4 separate regions of the Mus musculus genome follow, and regions 1, 2 and 3 are each linked to region 4. The links are chromatin contacts, called in public Hi-C, HiChIP or PLAC-seq and promoter capture Hi-C maps. All regions are on one chromosome and are shown on one strand. The core of a region is the stretch at or near the end of the contact, and the rest is flanking DNA. Distances in the headings are between cores, read along the strand shown.

What was found. Promoter capture Hi-C pulls out the DNA fragments that hold promoters and counts their contacts. A called contact is a pair of places that touch in the nucleus more often than the background predicts. HiChIP or PLAC-seq counts read pairs in DNA pulled down with a chosen protein or histone mark.
Region 1: an H3K4me3 HiChIP or PLAC-seq map of bone marrow-derived macrophages shows a contact between it and region 4, with 2.6 times the contacts expected there. The contact joins the enhancer-like site here to the promoter of Trdmt1 in region 4. A contact is called at or near these places in 9 of 39 promoter capture datasets (the C10 cell line, the HPC-7 cell line, cranial neural crest and 6 more), 2 of 15 datasets of contacts at CTCF or cohesin (large pre-B cells and pro-B cells), 8 of 115 datasets of contacts at active chromatin or transcription factors (the 230-238 cell line, acute myeloid leukemia, bone marrow-derived macrophages and 4 more) and 3 of 9 other capture datasets (adipose tissue, liver and macrophages).
Region 2: a promoter capture Hi-C map of neural stem cells shows a contact between it and region 4. The contact joins the enhancer-like site here to the promoter of Trdmt1 in region 4. A contact is called at or near these places in 21 of 39 promoter capture datasets (the 3T3-L1 cell line, the C10 cell line, the HPC-7 cell line and 13 more), 7 of 15 datasets of contacts at CTCF or cohesin (CD8 T cells, the G1E-ER4 cell line, embryonic stem cells and 4 more), 123 of 484 Hi-C or Micro-C datasets (the 4T1 cell line, the AML12 cell line, B cells and 65 more), 41 of 115 datasets of contacts at active chromatin or transcription factors (the 230-238 cell line, CD8 T cells, DN3 thymocytes and 27 more) and 5 of 9 other capture datasets (adipose tissue, bone marrow-derived macrophages, embryonic stem cells and 2 more).
Region 3: a contact with region 4 is called in a Hi-C map of CD4 T cells, with 4 times the contacts expected there. The contact joins the enhancer-like site here to the promoter of Trdmt1 in region 4. A contact is called at or near these places in 3 of 484 Hi-C or Micro-C datasets (CD4 T cells, CD8 T cells and embryonic stem cells) and 1 of 115 datasets of contacts at active chromatin or transcription factors (thymic regulatory T cells).

The regions. Positions count from the first base shown.
Region 1 is chr2:13,329,172-13,332,405 of GRCm38.p6, reverse strand. Cubn (cubilin (intrinsic factor-cobalamin receptor)) reads left to right here. Exons shown (of 67, transcript NM_001081084.2): 47 at 1-93; 48 at 744-925. Among named protein-coding and RNA genes, the nearest start is that of Gm13270, 59 kb to the right of the region's middle. Within about 2 kb of position 1,900, at least 18 of the 459 cell types and tissues checked have an H3K27ac peak or open chromatin away from gene starts, as enhancers often do. A contact at or near this core is called in bone marrow-derived macrophages, neural stem cells and pro-B cells, where this site is marked.
Region 2 is chr2:13,289,330-13,292,464 of GRCm38.p6, reverse strand. The region is part of intron 60 of Cubn (cubilin (intrinsic factor-cobalamin receptor)); the gene reads left to right. The region is part of intron 2 of Gm13270 (a long non-coding RNA gene); the gene reads right to left. Among named protein-coding and RNA genes, the nearest start is that of Gm13270, 19 kb to the right of the region's middle. Within about 2 kb of position 1,669, at least 11 of the 459 cell types and tissues checked have an H3K27ac peak or open chromatin away from gene starts, as enhancers often do. A contact at or near this core is called in the HL-1 cell line, bone marrow-derived macrophages, heart atrium and 2 more, where this site is marked.
Region 3 is chr2:13,759,205-13,762,049 of GRCm38.p6, reverse strand. The region is part of intron 2 of St8sia6 (ST8 alpha-N-acetyl-neuraminide alpha-2,8-sialyltransferase 6); the gene reads left to right. Among named protein-coding and RNA genes, the nearest start is that of St8sia6, 33 kb to the left of the region's middle. Within about 2 kb of position 1,444, at least 17 of the 459 cell types and tissues checked have an H3K27ac peak or open chromatin away from gene starts, as enhancers often do. A contact at or near this core is called in CD8 T cells and thymic regulatory T cells, where this site is marked.
Region 4 is chr2:13,543,019-13,546,334 of GRCm38.p6, reverse strand. It overlaps Trdmt1 (tRNA aspartic acid methyltransferase 1), which reads left to right and starts at 1,671. Exons shown (of 11, transcript NM_010067.4): 1 at 1,671-1,766. The coding sequence starts at 1,703.

The DNA of each region.
Region 1 (3,234 bases), core at 651-3,150, 210 kb after region 4:
ACACTTCTAGCAATGTTGCTTCAATCAGGTTTGTCACAGATGGCTCTGTCACTGACTCAGGATTTAGGCTGCAATTTAAGTCCAGCAGAGAAGGTAAGTTCAATGACTTGTTAGAAGTGGTACTGATCTGTTACACAGGATATACACTATGCATGGTACTCTCATGGCAATGATGTGAAAAAGAAAATGTGATGCTCTCTTCTTGGCTCTTACAAGATAAAAGGCAATGCTAATAAACACTCACCAACTAATGAAAAGTTGCCACTCGGAATAAAAGCCAAAAGGAAGTAACATGTATCATGGGAGCTGCAGAGAGCCTTGCCTGCAAGGCCCATTTTGAAAACAATAGTCCATTATAATGCCCTAGAGCTATCAAGAACTCACATTCCTAAATGCCCTGACAGACCAGGGTCAAATAAAAATCTTGTCTAAAATACATAGTAATGATTTTAGTTTTCCTAAGTTTGCTATGTTTTTTTGTCTTTTATATATATTCTGGGCCCTGATAATTATTTAAATGTTGCCAGTGAACTGTTTTCTATGGAAGAAAATGTTAAATATTGATAGAGACAAGAGTTGAATACCAATATAGATATAAGAAGTCAAGATTGAATATAGATGAGCACTCTCATACATGTGGAAACAAAAATTATGACCAATAACTTTTTCTAGATGGGTCATTAAAAACTAATTTTAAATGCAGAAAGATATTTTGACTAAATGCTTTTCTTTCTGTCTTTCAGTGTGTGGTGGGGATTTACATGGCCCTACTGGCACATTTACTTCTCCCAACTACCCAAACCCAAATCCTCATCCCAGGATCTGTGAGTGGACGATCAATGTACACGAAGGAAGGCAGATTATCCTCACTTTTACCAATTTGAGGCTAAGTACCCAGCAATCCTGCAACACTGAGCACCTCATTGTAAGTGTTCCCTGGAGGCTGGGCTCTGTGTTCTATTGAGTATGGGATGTGTTCACACAGACGTGGTAGTATGAAAACTCAGTCAAACTATTACCACCTATGCAAATTCACACAAATTCAGAGTATTTTAGACAGAAGGAAATCACCATAAACTTCTTTCAGAGACTGACATCAATAATTGCATGCACCCAGGTTATATGTTGGTTTAGTTTTCAGAACAAAGCATTATTTTTTATATTTATATATTTATTATTTATTGGTTATTTTATTATTTACATTTCAAATGTCATCCCCTTTCTCAGTTTCCCCTCCAAAAACTCCCTCTCCCATATCCCCTCCCCCTTGCTTCTATGAGGGTGCTCCCCCACCCCTACCTCCTCTCTGCTCCTGTGACCCAGCCACCCTAATCTCTCTTCTGTCCCTTGATTATGTGCAGTGCTCCAACATCATGCCTTAACTGCTGATATGACCTCCATCTAGACTGTCCCTCCCAAGATGGCTGCCTAGTTATCTTTTCATGTCCCTTAGACCTCCACTCTAGTGACTGACCCCCACCACCTCATTATAGGACCCTAAATGAAGCAAGCCCCCCTTGACCTGTTCCTTCATGTGTTGTCATTTCACAGTACTTCACACCAGCTTACTGAGAGCGAGAACTAGTTTCCTTTGGTGAATCCTAGTGGTCTATATTCTTGGAGATAAGGGTTTGATGAATGAATTGGGGAAATAACATGATTACCTTTTTTTAAAAAAAAAAGCTATTTTTGTTGTCAGTTTAGTTGTCTGCTGCTCAATCCGAAATCCCAAATTAATGTTTGCAATTTATTTTGACATCCCATGACATCCCCTCATCACTTGCAAGTACCTCAACATGGCCTTATTTAGCTTTCCGATTATTGTCTCAGGTCTAGTATCTGAAGTACTGAAATGTTTCCCCCAGATACTCAGTATAGAACCACTGTGGTTTTCTTACATTTGAGAGCCAGAGAATGCTGGGTGATGTTCCTGTTTTCTCTTTTCCTCCTCCTTCTTAATGCAACTACTCTGGGACTCTAATCCCTTCTAAGCATTTACATTATTGTTTCTAGCTAACATTTCCTATTTTGCACCTCTTTAGTTCGTTTTGGGTCTCATCTAGCCATGTCCCACTATAAAAACTGAGAAATTAGCTTCCTCCCTTGAGAAGTGCACACAGGGAATTCAGAGTACACATATTCTGTCCACTTCCCTGTTTCAGTCACACATGTCACAGTTTCCATGATTGGTCCACTTGGGTGATTGTGGAAACTACATTCAGGCTAAGCCAGGCAGTATGCTGTGCCCACGTTTCCATTTGCTTTTTCAAATAACAATAACAGTTGTACTATTTTTAGATTCTATAGATGTTAGTCACGAATTTTTCTACATATCTTCCATCAAAGACATGCATGTCTATTTTTGTCACCAGTATCCCTGTCCATCTGCAGCAAGCCATCTGGGAACCATTGTTTTGGGATTTTCCTGCCCCATTGTGTCTGTAGTCTCTTCATTGCATTCTGGACTGGCCAGCTGGCTCCATGATGCTGTACATTTCCTTTCTTAGTCAATTTCCTGTTTTCACTGAGGTACATGCTCTTGTAACTCTCTAAGGACACGAATATGTACAGCAACCTTTGAGTACCTATAAGATTTCTGCTTTACTAGAATCATTTGAATGTACATATTTAAACTATTATAGAATCATAATTTGAAGTTTCATGTAGTTTCTTTCAGTTTGCATCTCTATTTACATTGGTCTCTGAATTTCACATTGGATGTTTCCTTAGAGTCCTGGTTGTTCTTCATTCACGTTTTAAAAATCTGTGAAAAAGCTGATTGGGAGCTCTGTGTACATGCCTGAGCCTGGAAACTGGCATTTGTGGAAGTACCTAAGACAGACCTTTACTTATATTTATTTTCAAATATCATGGCTTCAGATCTTTTCTCACGGGGAGGATGAAACTCCATCAAGGAATCATTTTGGGAATTCATTTCTGTAGGAGGTTGTTTAAATTCCATTTTTTAAATCATTTTTATGCATTGGTGTTTACTTTCCTCCTCTACACTCCAAACAAGTGCAGGAATTAGTGTTTACCCACCCTCTGTGTACTTGAATGCTTGTCCGAAAAGAGGGAAACAAAGCCCAAGATCTACAGGCAGCATGGCTGAGCTCTGAGCATCCTGTTACTTGCTGAACACCACACCCAGCTGGACTGTGTTTGAAATTCCTACAAACCCAGCAACCAATCTGATGGCCAAGATGGAGGAAAGGAAAGGCTGCACCACACAGC
Region 2 (3,135 bases), core at 420-2,919, 250 kb after region 4:
TGGTCCTCCTGCTTCCTCTACCTGGAAACATGACACTGGTGGAAGTTTCCCAAGGTTTCTTCCTCAACTTGGTGCTCTTGGTTTTGGCAGATATATTTTAAAGTTTCCAGTCCCATCTGAAGAGAAAATTCCCTGTACTTACTATCCTATGGGATTCAGAAATGTGACTTCTAAACACTAAATGCTTCAAATTATTGTTGTAAGGCCAATTATAAACTCCTGAACATCAAACTTGCATAAAAACATTCCCTAGAGCTTTCTGGGAGCCCTTGTAATAACTCACTGGGCTTAACCCTTCTGCATATTATCAGGCACTGGGGAAGGGTGTGTGCCTCTTTAGGGACAACATCAGCAGACCCTAGGTGCATTGGTTAGGAGATAGCACTGCCACTAAGCATTCATGTACTTAGTTATTCATTAAATAAGTGTGAATTTCAGTCTACCTCATTATAGATATTAGCTCAAACATTTAAAAATGCATAAAGAGTAAATAATTATTACTGTGATACTTTGAATCTTACATGACCCACCAAAGCACAGCCGTTAAGAAGACATGGTTGGTAGCATGGGAGTCAGTTAGGAAGGTAGGTTACTGAGGACACTGCCGTTTGAAAGATACCTGAGTCCCAACCACTCTTTTCTATCTGCATCAGTGCTTCTGTGAAGTATATAACCCCCACCCCCTGTGTGTCCTTCTGTCATGACCTTAACACAGTCCTAGAACAACAAAGCTCTATAACTGTGTTGCTATAGAGATTAGTCGTGCAAAGACTGAGTCCTAGAGACAAAGTATATCTTGAGTTGACTATTATAGGCATTTTGTCACAGTGACACCAAGAAACAAGGCTTCTAGAAGGCAAGGTGTGCCTGAGTTAGTGTTCAGACACTAACTCACCACAGACATGCAGTCCCTGCTCCAGTGTTGTTCAGGGTCTACCCACAGCAAGAGATTTGGTGTTGGCAAGGAACAGAACAGAGAAATAATTTCAGGTTTGATCATACAGGAGGCTAGTAGTCATGCAGTTTGTAACTATATATTCCAATCAGTTACGCTAACTCTTACTTTAATGTGGTTGGATGAATATAGTACCAGCACAGGGCCACCTTCTACCCAGCCCTAGCTTGTCCTTGTCCTGCCCCTCACATCTACCAGTCTCTAACTGACGTTGGTCTTGTAAAGTAAGACCCAGGCTCCTCGGCATGAACTGGGTGGTCTTCCCCGACTCTCTCTCTCTTTTATAGTATGAATCTCCTTGATATTATTTGACAGAATTACCTTTTCTTTTCTTTGGTTTCTTTTTTATATTTTTCCATGCATATTTGTAGATATATCTGTAAACAGCAACACACACACAGACACACACACACACACACACACGCACATGCGCGCACATACGTTTATATTTAGCTCTTTCTTCTCACTATTTTATGAGCACCTTGAAGGTACATAAATGCTCTTATGTCTCTCCATATACACACTACCCAACACAAGCCAGGTACATGATACAAGTGAAAGCTTGTATAGACCACAGTGGTTGTAATGAAACCTCACTTAGCAGAAAAAGTATGTTGTCTTTAACTTGGCAACTCTTCTCTATAAAGTGAGGGTGTTTGACTACAGAACTTCACTTTTCTGTGCTCCTCGTGAATTCATATAGAAGAGACAGCACCATCTAGTGGTCAGTTTTGTTTCATTTTTTAATTTTGAAATTTATCATGTTCATTTTATAACATCAGTGGCCACACTACTCTGAGATTTCTGATCTAATGTGGTTCTGTTATGAACTCATATTCAGGGCTACAGAAACACAGAAAATCATTATTAAAGTACAATAAAAATTAACAACATAGACATAAAAATGAAAACATACTATATTAATTTATTTATTTATTTATTTATTTTTTAGTAAAGTGTTTGAGGGATATACAAATCCTCACTATTTCTTTGGGTGTTTGTAAAAATCTGTGAAAGCCATCAGTAGTTCTGGATGCTAGAGACACTTCTGAGCATAACTCCGTTTCTCTTCCTGTGAAACTCACACTTGTGCAGAGGGGGCGCCCAATCAAAGTAAATAAGCATTACATTGATTGAGTTTCATCACAGTAAAATAAAACAAGATGGTATTGGAGGAGGGCCCCACTGTGTGGGATTAGACTCTCAGGGGAGGTGACATTTGAGTAAAAGGTCTATGACTAGGGATTATCAGTCCTTCAAGAAAGACTATGTCTCCAAGGGAGGAGACTGTCAGAGGCAGCAAGCACTGGGAAGGGAGAGAAGCAACAGCATTGACCAGGGCTTGCAAGTTCTGCATTGGGTACAAGGTATAGTTTTGTAGGAAGAATAGACACATACTCTAGGTCATCAAACACCTGGGCACTACGGTGCAGAACTCTGTGAGTGCTCTGTGCAATTGATCTGTGAGCCATGTTCTGAAGAAACTGTGTCACATGGCATTGATACAATATATTTCGAAAGTGGAACAAAGTGGGGATGCTTATCATGGGAATGGGAGAGTTGAGTATGACTGGAATTTAGACTTGAGCTGTTTATTGAGATAGAGTAGACTCAGGGAGAATATTTTAGGGAAGGGTGATGCTGTGGTGTGTACATATCACTCAAGTACCTGTGGTAGAAATGTAAACCTTATATCCATATGCTAAAGGTATGGGGGGCTTTGAGGTATAACTGGGGTTAGATGAAGTCATGAGAGTGGGGTTCCTATCATGGGGTGAATAGTATCACCCCAGGAGAGGAAGAGATTGCCGAGCTGGCATGCTCCTGATGATCTTCTTAGGATGCTCATATGTTAGAAGGCAAGAAGGCCCTCATCAAAGTCTGCCCCTTGAATTCTGAATGTTCCTCAATCCTCAGAAATATCACAATTAACTTACTTGTGTATAAATGACATGGTCTATGGTACTCTGGTACAGCAACATAAAACAAACCAAGGCATGTGGGTCATAGGGAAGGGTCAAAGCACTTACCAAGAAGCGAGTAAGCATGGTTTATGCATTACACACTCTTAAGGTCTGGGGCGATATGGCGGAACAGAATAAAATTCTGTGCTTCTGTGGAATGTTGTATTCATTTTAGAAGGAAAGGCAATAGAATTGGCAAGTTAAATGTGTAACATG
Region 3 (2,845 bases), core at 195-2,694, 220 kb before region 4:
ATACATAGATTAAAAAAAAAAAAAAACATGGTTACCCCAAACCCTCCTCCATGTTTCCCTGTTAATTTAACACCTGAGGTCAAAATGACTTTTCTATTAGATGATATCAATTCTAATCTTCCATTGTTACAGAATATGTCTAAGATGGTACTTGATGCTCTGCTTAGGAACTGTCTTCTTAGTCTCGTACATGCTATTTAAAGCAAAGGAGTGTGACTATAAAGGACCATCATGGGATTTTGAAATAAAAACCAACCATGGAAATGGACTAAGGTATTCATTCATTCTCTTCTTCCAGGGTTCCTACCCTGTGCCATGAGTCAGCTTTTACTCTGAGACTTAGATCAGAGAAGGAAGTGTTGGAGAAAGTACTGATGCAGGTGGATTTCTATCACCTCCGGCAAGAGGCTGGACTCTGAGGGTGGAACTTATCGATCCACATCCAGCAGTAGCATCACAGTAGTGAATTCTCAGAAGATTCTTTGAGAACCCTGGATCTGGAGGATCCCAAAATATTCCTAGCTAGTCTTTGACTTCCAAATTTTGTCTTGATATCAGTAAAGAAGCCAGGTAATGGTGGACAAATATGACTGAAATATATTATGCACATGTATGAAAATATCACAGTGAAGCCCATTTTGTATAATTAATATGTACTAACAAAAATAGTACAGCAAAAAAACCAAAAAACAAAAAAACAAAAAGCCAGAGGAATTGAGGTGTGACCTGCCCCCAGCCACCCACCCGCATCCATTGACTTGAGTCATACAGCAGGCTCCAAAAATGACCCTGAAGTGTGCTTATGCCATCTACAAGTTCATGATAGGGAACTATAGTTGTTGACTCTATTTTCCCTAATTGCATATTTGTAGCAAAACCTCTGACAATGGAACTGCATCATGACTGTGTGTGGTACCATGACACTTAGGCTCATAGATATAACGTCATATAAAACCAGTGGACCATAGTAAACTCATAAGCACTTGCCTTCCCAATGGTTGTCCTGGCCTCAGAACCCACGCCCTTCCAGTGTTTATTCTGAACATAATCAAAAGTCTTTTAAAATATAAACTTCAGTCCATCACTATCCTTTAGCCATTTCTTGACACACTCACAGCAAAAGCCAATGCCCATTTTATAGTACAAGTCACTACAAAATCTGGTCTAGCTGCCTCTCTGACCTCATTCCTTTGGTTCTCCTATGTGCTCTCATGGTTTAGCCATAAAGAACCTAAGGCTATTTCTAGACTGCTGTGTGTCTTGTCTCCGACCATGTTCTCTGCCTAGACTACTGCTTCATACCCTTCACCCCAAATACTCATCTAGCTTGCACCCTGCTTCAAGTCTAGGCTTTGGAGGCTGCCCCTAACCTCCTCTCCACTCCAGCAGGCACTGTGCTCACTCTCCCCTGCTTTGTTTTCAGCATCTCACTGTTCACCTTGAAACATGAAATAGACTTCATATCAGTTGTTATCTGTCTCCACCCACTAGCAGGATGTTCTACATGGGCATGGCTTGTTGCCTGTTTCCTTTACAGCTATGACTCAAATAATACCTGAGACACAGAAGAAACAAGTCAACATTTGTATGCCAGTGACCTTTCATGGAGAAAGAAAGTGAGACATGGATAAATTGGTCACACAGGAGGCAGGTGTGAAACTTAGGACTTGAACCCAGGACACCTTCCATGGCCATTTTTAAGACAGCAGTAAGATCAACTCTGGCTTTCTACATTCTTTACTTGTTTGTACAACAGGTTCCTCATTGATTTTTTTTCAAGTTAATCCTTTATTCACTATAGTCTTTGCAGCCTATATAGTTCACAGTCCAAATAAATCTCTATTGTAGTCACACCAATCCCCCCACCCCTTAAAATGAAACTTCTATTATTTGCTAAAATGACTGCTTTCAAAACAGTTTATCACTATTCTGGTCACATGCTGAAGTGACGTGCTTAAAATCCCTTCAAAATAACACTGTGAAGAAATCCTTTTTATACAAAGAAAACAAATGTGGTTGAAAACCCGTGCCCTGCCTCTTGTCTATCTGCCTTCTACCTACACCTGACCACTCAGATTCTTTCTAATGTTGTTACTCTGACAATAACATTCATAGCTGGAGTTAACCCAGGATGCCATCCAGCCTTGTGATATTAAGAGCCTTAAAGCAGGGTGGCAGGTGAAGGAAGGGCCTTCAGGCTTCTCATTTTGGTTTATTTAGAGAAGCACAGGGTATATCAACTTGGTGCAGGTTGATCACGACTCTATGAAATCTTATTAGTCGAAATGAAATGTCCCAGGCCAAGGGTGTTGCTCAATGGTAGAACACTTGCCTCAGGTTTAATCCCCAACAAGGTGTTGGGGAAAAACCATCAAATTGTGGAGAATGCCACAGAGAAATATTTGCTAACCATTTGCTTAGTCATTTTACAGCTGAGGCTCAGAGAAACTCATTTAACAGTTCTCTGCATGGTCCAGTCCAGACTTTCTTTAATAGCTCATGGTTTTATGGCCTTTGCAGGGTTTTAAACACAGCAAGCACATGCATTTATTACCTGGAGTGTCCATGGAAATTCAGAATGTTTAGACCTTCCTAACCATTGTAGCATTGGTGTGCATGGCACCATGGACCCCGAGTTGCTGATTTTAAACAAGGCGCATCACTCAGCCTGCATGCTCTCCCTTATCATCAAAGTGCCAAGCCCCCACCTTTCCTACACTGTCCACTCTTTGTCCTTCCCCTACTCCTCTGCTGTTTCCCTCTAGTAGTCATTATATGCACTTGGTGAGGATCAACTTTTATTGGTGCAAAGTTGCTGTTTTATACGTTCCTGTCCTGGAAGGTT
Region 4 (3,316 bases), core at 422-2,921:
GTTGTGCAGGTATTGTCTTCAGCAATTCGGACTTGCTGTTGGTTTGTGGAGAGCAACTTATAGTTTTAGCAACAGCTTGGGTTGTTTGAGAGTTTGAGAGTCAGTGACTTGTTCAGTCATCCTCAGAGAAAGCTTTCACCTGTAGCAGATGGGAATAAAAACAGCGACACAGAGCCAGACATTCTGTAGAGAGCACTGGAATGCTCAGTCATAAATGGTATGTCTCCATCAAATCCCTTCCCTAAGGGCTCAGGGAACCCCATGGAGGAGGAGATGGGAAGAGTGTAAGAGCCAGAGGGAATGGAGGACAACCAAGAAACGAAGGCCCTTTAAATCAATGTGATCAACACATATTGAACTCAAAAAGACTGAGGCAGCATGCACAGGCCTGCACCGTGTGGGGCCCTAGAGCTGCAAGGAGAACTGGGCACATCCCATCCCTAATTCAGAACAATATCTGGTTGATAACCTCCTGCAAATGAAGATTTGTTTTCCTCCAAGGGAATCTCACTGGGGAAACAAACTACTCTTAAGAGTAGGCCGTGGGCCCAGCAGTTGATGGCCAACAGGAAATGAACTCAATAGCATCATTGGAGAGTCTTTGTCTTATAATGTTGTGCCAGGGCTCCTCCTCCTTCAATTTTTAACTTATGTTTTATTTTATTTTATTTTATTTTATTTTATTTTATTTTATTTTATTTATATATTTTCTTCTCTCTTTTTACCCTACTGCTCTTTGCATTTATTATTATGGTTTCCAGTTAAGTGTTTTTATGAGTGTGCAAATGGGTTTTCCATTTCTTGGGCCTTTTCTTGTCTCCCGTCGCCCCCCCCCGCCCCCCCCCCCCCGTTTGCTTTGCTCAATACCGATGTGTTAGTTTTTGTTGTCTTGTTTTATTTCATTGTTATAGAAGCCCATTTGTTTTCTAATGAGAGACAGAAACTGGGTGGATCTTGATGGGGTGGGGAGGAGCTAGGGGTACTTCAGTAAAGGAGGAGGAATTGCAATCAGGATATATTATGTGAAGAAGAAAATCTGTTTTCAATAAAAAGAAACAGCATGTGTCGGGGTAAATAGGATGAGTCCTATTTTCATTTATAGCAGGCATCCTCCCTATTATGAATGGGCTCAGAGGGATCGGCTTTAAGTACTTGTAATTCTGGAGCTTTCTTTAGGAAAGAGCCTGGTAGGACTTAACTTCTTACTCTCGCACAGGCACACCAGAGAGCATATAGATATGTGCCCAAGATTCCTCAAAGAATTGCTTGATCAGGTCAGACTTTAAAAGAACAAAAGGAACCTGCAGTTAAAAACAAACAAACAAAAAAACCAAAACCAAACAAACAAAAAGACTGTGTTCTAATCAGTAATTTACTTCAAAGCCAAGGGTGGTTTCAGCTCTCTACTCAAGGCCTCAGAAAACACAAAACAAGGAGGAAAAAGCACAAATCAGGCTAAGGAGCGGCAGTCTCTCACTTGGGAGGCCTTATTAATAGTTTGTCTGTCCTTTGTCCCCTTCCTAGCCCTGCTAGCCCCCGGGCTCCAAACTGTGATCTTAATCTGCAGCTAGAGGAACAGGGGGTTGGGGGAACTGAAAAGCCGCGGAACCAGAAGCGAAGGGAACGGAGCGGACATGGGGGAGTAAGAGACGCAGAGAACCGGTAGGCCTAGTTTCCAGGCCGCGGTCGCGGTTGCGAGAGGATGGAACCTCTGCGTGTCCTGGAGCTGTACAGTGGCATTGGTGGCATGCACCACGCGCTGCGAGGTGAGCGGACAGACAGCTTCTCTTGGATTCACTTGGGGCCGCAGGTTCCGGCTCTCGCGCCGCGGAGGGGCGGGGCGGCGGGGCGGTGGGGCGGGACCTGGTGCGGTCGACCTCGGTTGCCCTGGAAACCACTTTAGTGAGCCTCCCTGGTCCGCCCCTCCAGGCTGAGACTCCCCTACTCTGGCCCCAATCCTTGGAGCCTAAGCAGGCCGGCTCCCCATGGTACTGTTTGTGAGGCTGCATTCGTGTGCAGCCAAATGAACCTAAGTTGCTTCAGACAAAGTTAAGGCAAGGGCGAGCCCTTTGCCCAAAGCCAAGATCCAAATTCTAGACTGGCTGTCACTGGGCTTGGAGGAAGTCACGAAAGCGGGCGGGGGTGGGTTGGAGCAGGGGGATAACTGCAGTTCAAGATAGAAATGTACAAGTATTAGTGTGAAGGGGGAGAATTAAAAACAGTAATGTGCTTGACACACTGTAGCAGCTTAGAAATTAGTTTGCTGTCACTTAGGTTTGGAAGCTTCGTAATTTCTTTGGTCTCTACCCACTTTTGTGATAACTCAGAAATATTTACTTGGTGAACTCCATTGACCAGTACTGTATTTTAGGCACTTGGGATATGAAGTGACAGTGGGTGTGCGGGCGCGTGTTTGTGTGTGTGTGTGTGTGTCTGTGCACATGTGCAAGCACGTCTGTCCTGAAGTTGCTAAGACTAAGACAAATGCAAAAAGGAAACTTTGCTTCTCTTTTTATTAACTAGAGTAACAAGAAGCTAAGTGGAGCAAGATTTTTGTATTCCTTCACTCTTGAAAGTCCCTAAGTTCTAGCCTTTACTTTTACTTTTGCTTCTGTTGCCTCTCAGAGATTGCAAATTCAAACTTTTCTACGATAGCTTTTTTTTTTTTTTTAACCTGCCTTATGTTAGTTAATATATGACCTGTTAAGAAATACTTTCCCTGTTATCCAAAGTAACTTTCTGGTTACCGAAAGCTCCCTACATCTTCGGTTTGAGGTTTGCTTATAGAAGAGGTCTTAATCATATTAATTAATAACAATTAATATTTAATTATTAATCTTTTTTAGTGTTTGTATGTTAGATAAACTTTGGTTTTAAATTTATCTGTAAGGAAGTAGTACATCCTGGTGTTTTTCTTTATTTATGCAGCTAATAAAGATTAATAACAGTGACAGCTGGCTTTACCTTTTATTAAGGGCATCTACATGTCAGGACCTGTTCTGAGTCTGTAATAAGCTAGCTTGGTGGTAGAGCCAGAAGCCTAACCTAGATCTGTCTAGCAGATCTCTTAGCCACACTTCGTTACTACCATTGGTCCCATTCACTAACTTAGATGAAGAGCAGTAGTAAGAATATTGGCTGCTAATTTGTCCACTTCTAGATAATATTTGCAATGGAATATTTTATTGTTGTAAATGTGTGTATACACATATATACACACTATAAAATGTGTCATTTTGTGTTTCAGTGTACAGTTAATCAACAGCAAGTGTGCTTACGAAGTCATACAATTGTAAACATTATTAGTTTTCAAACA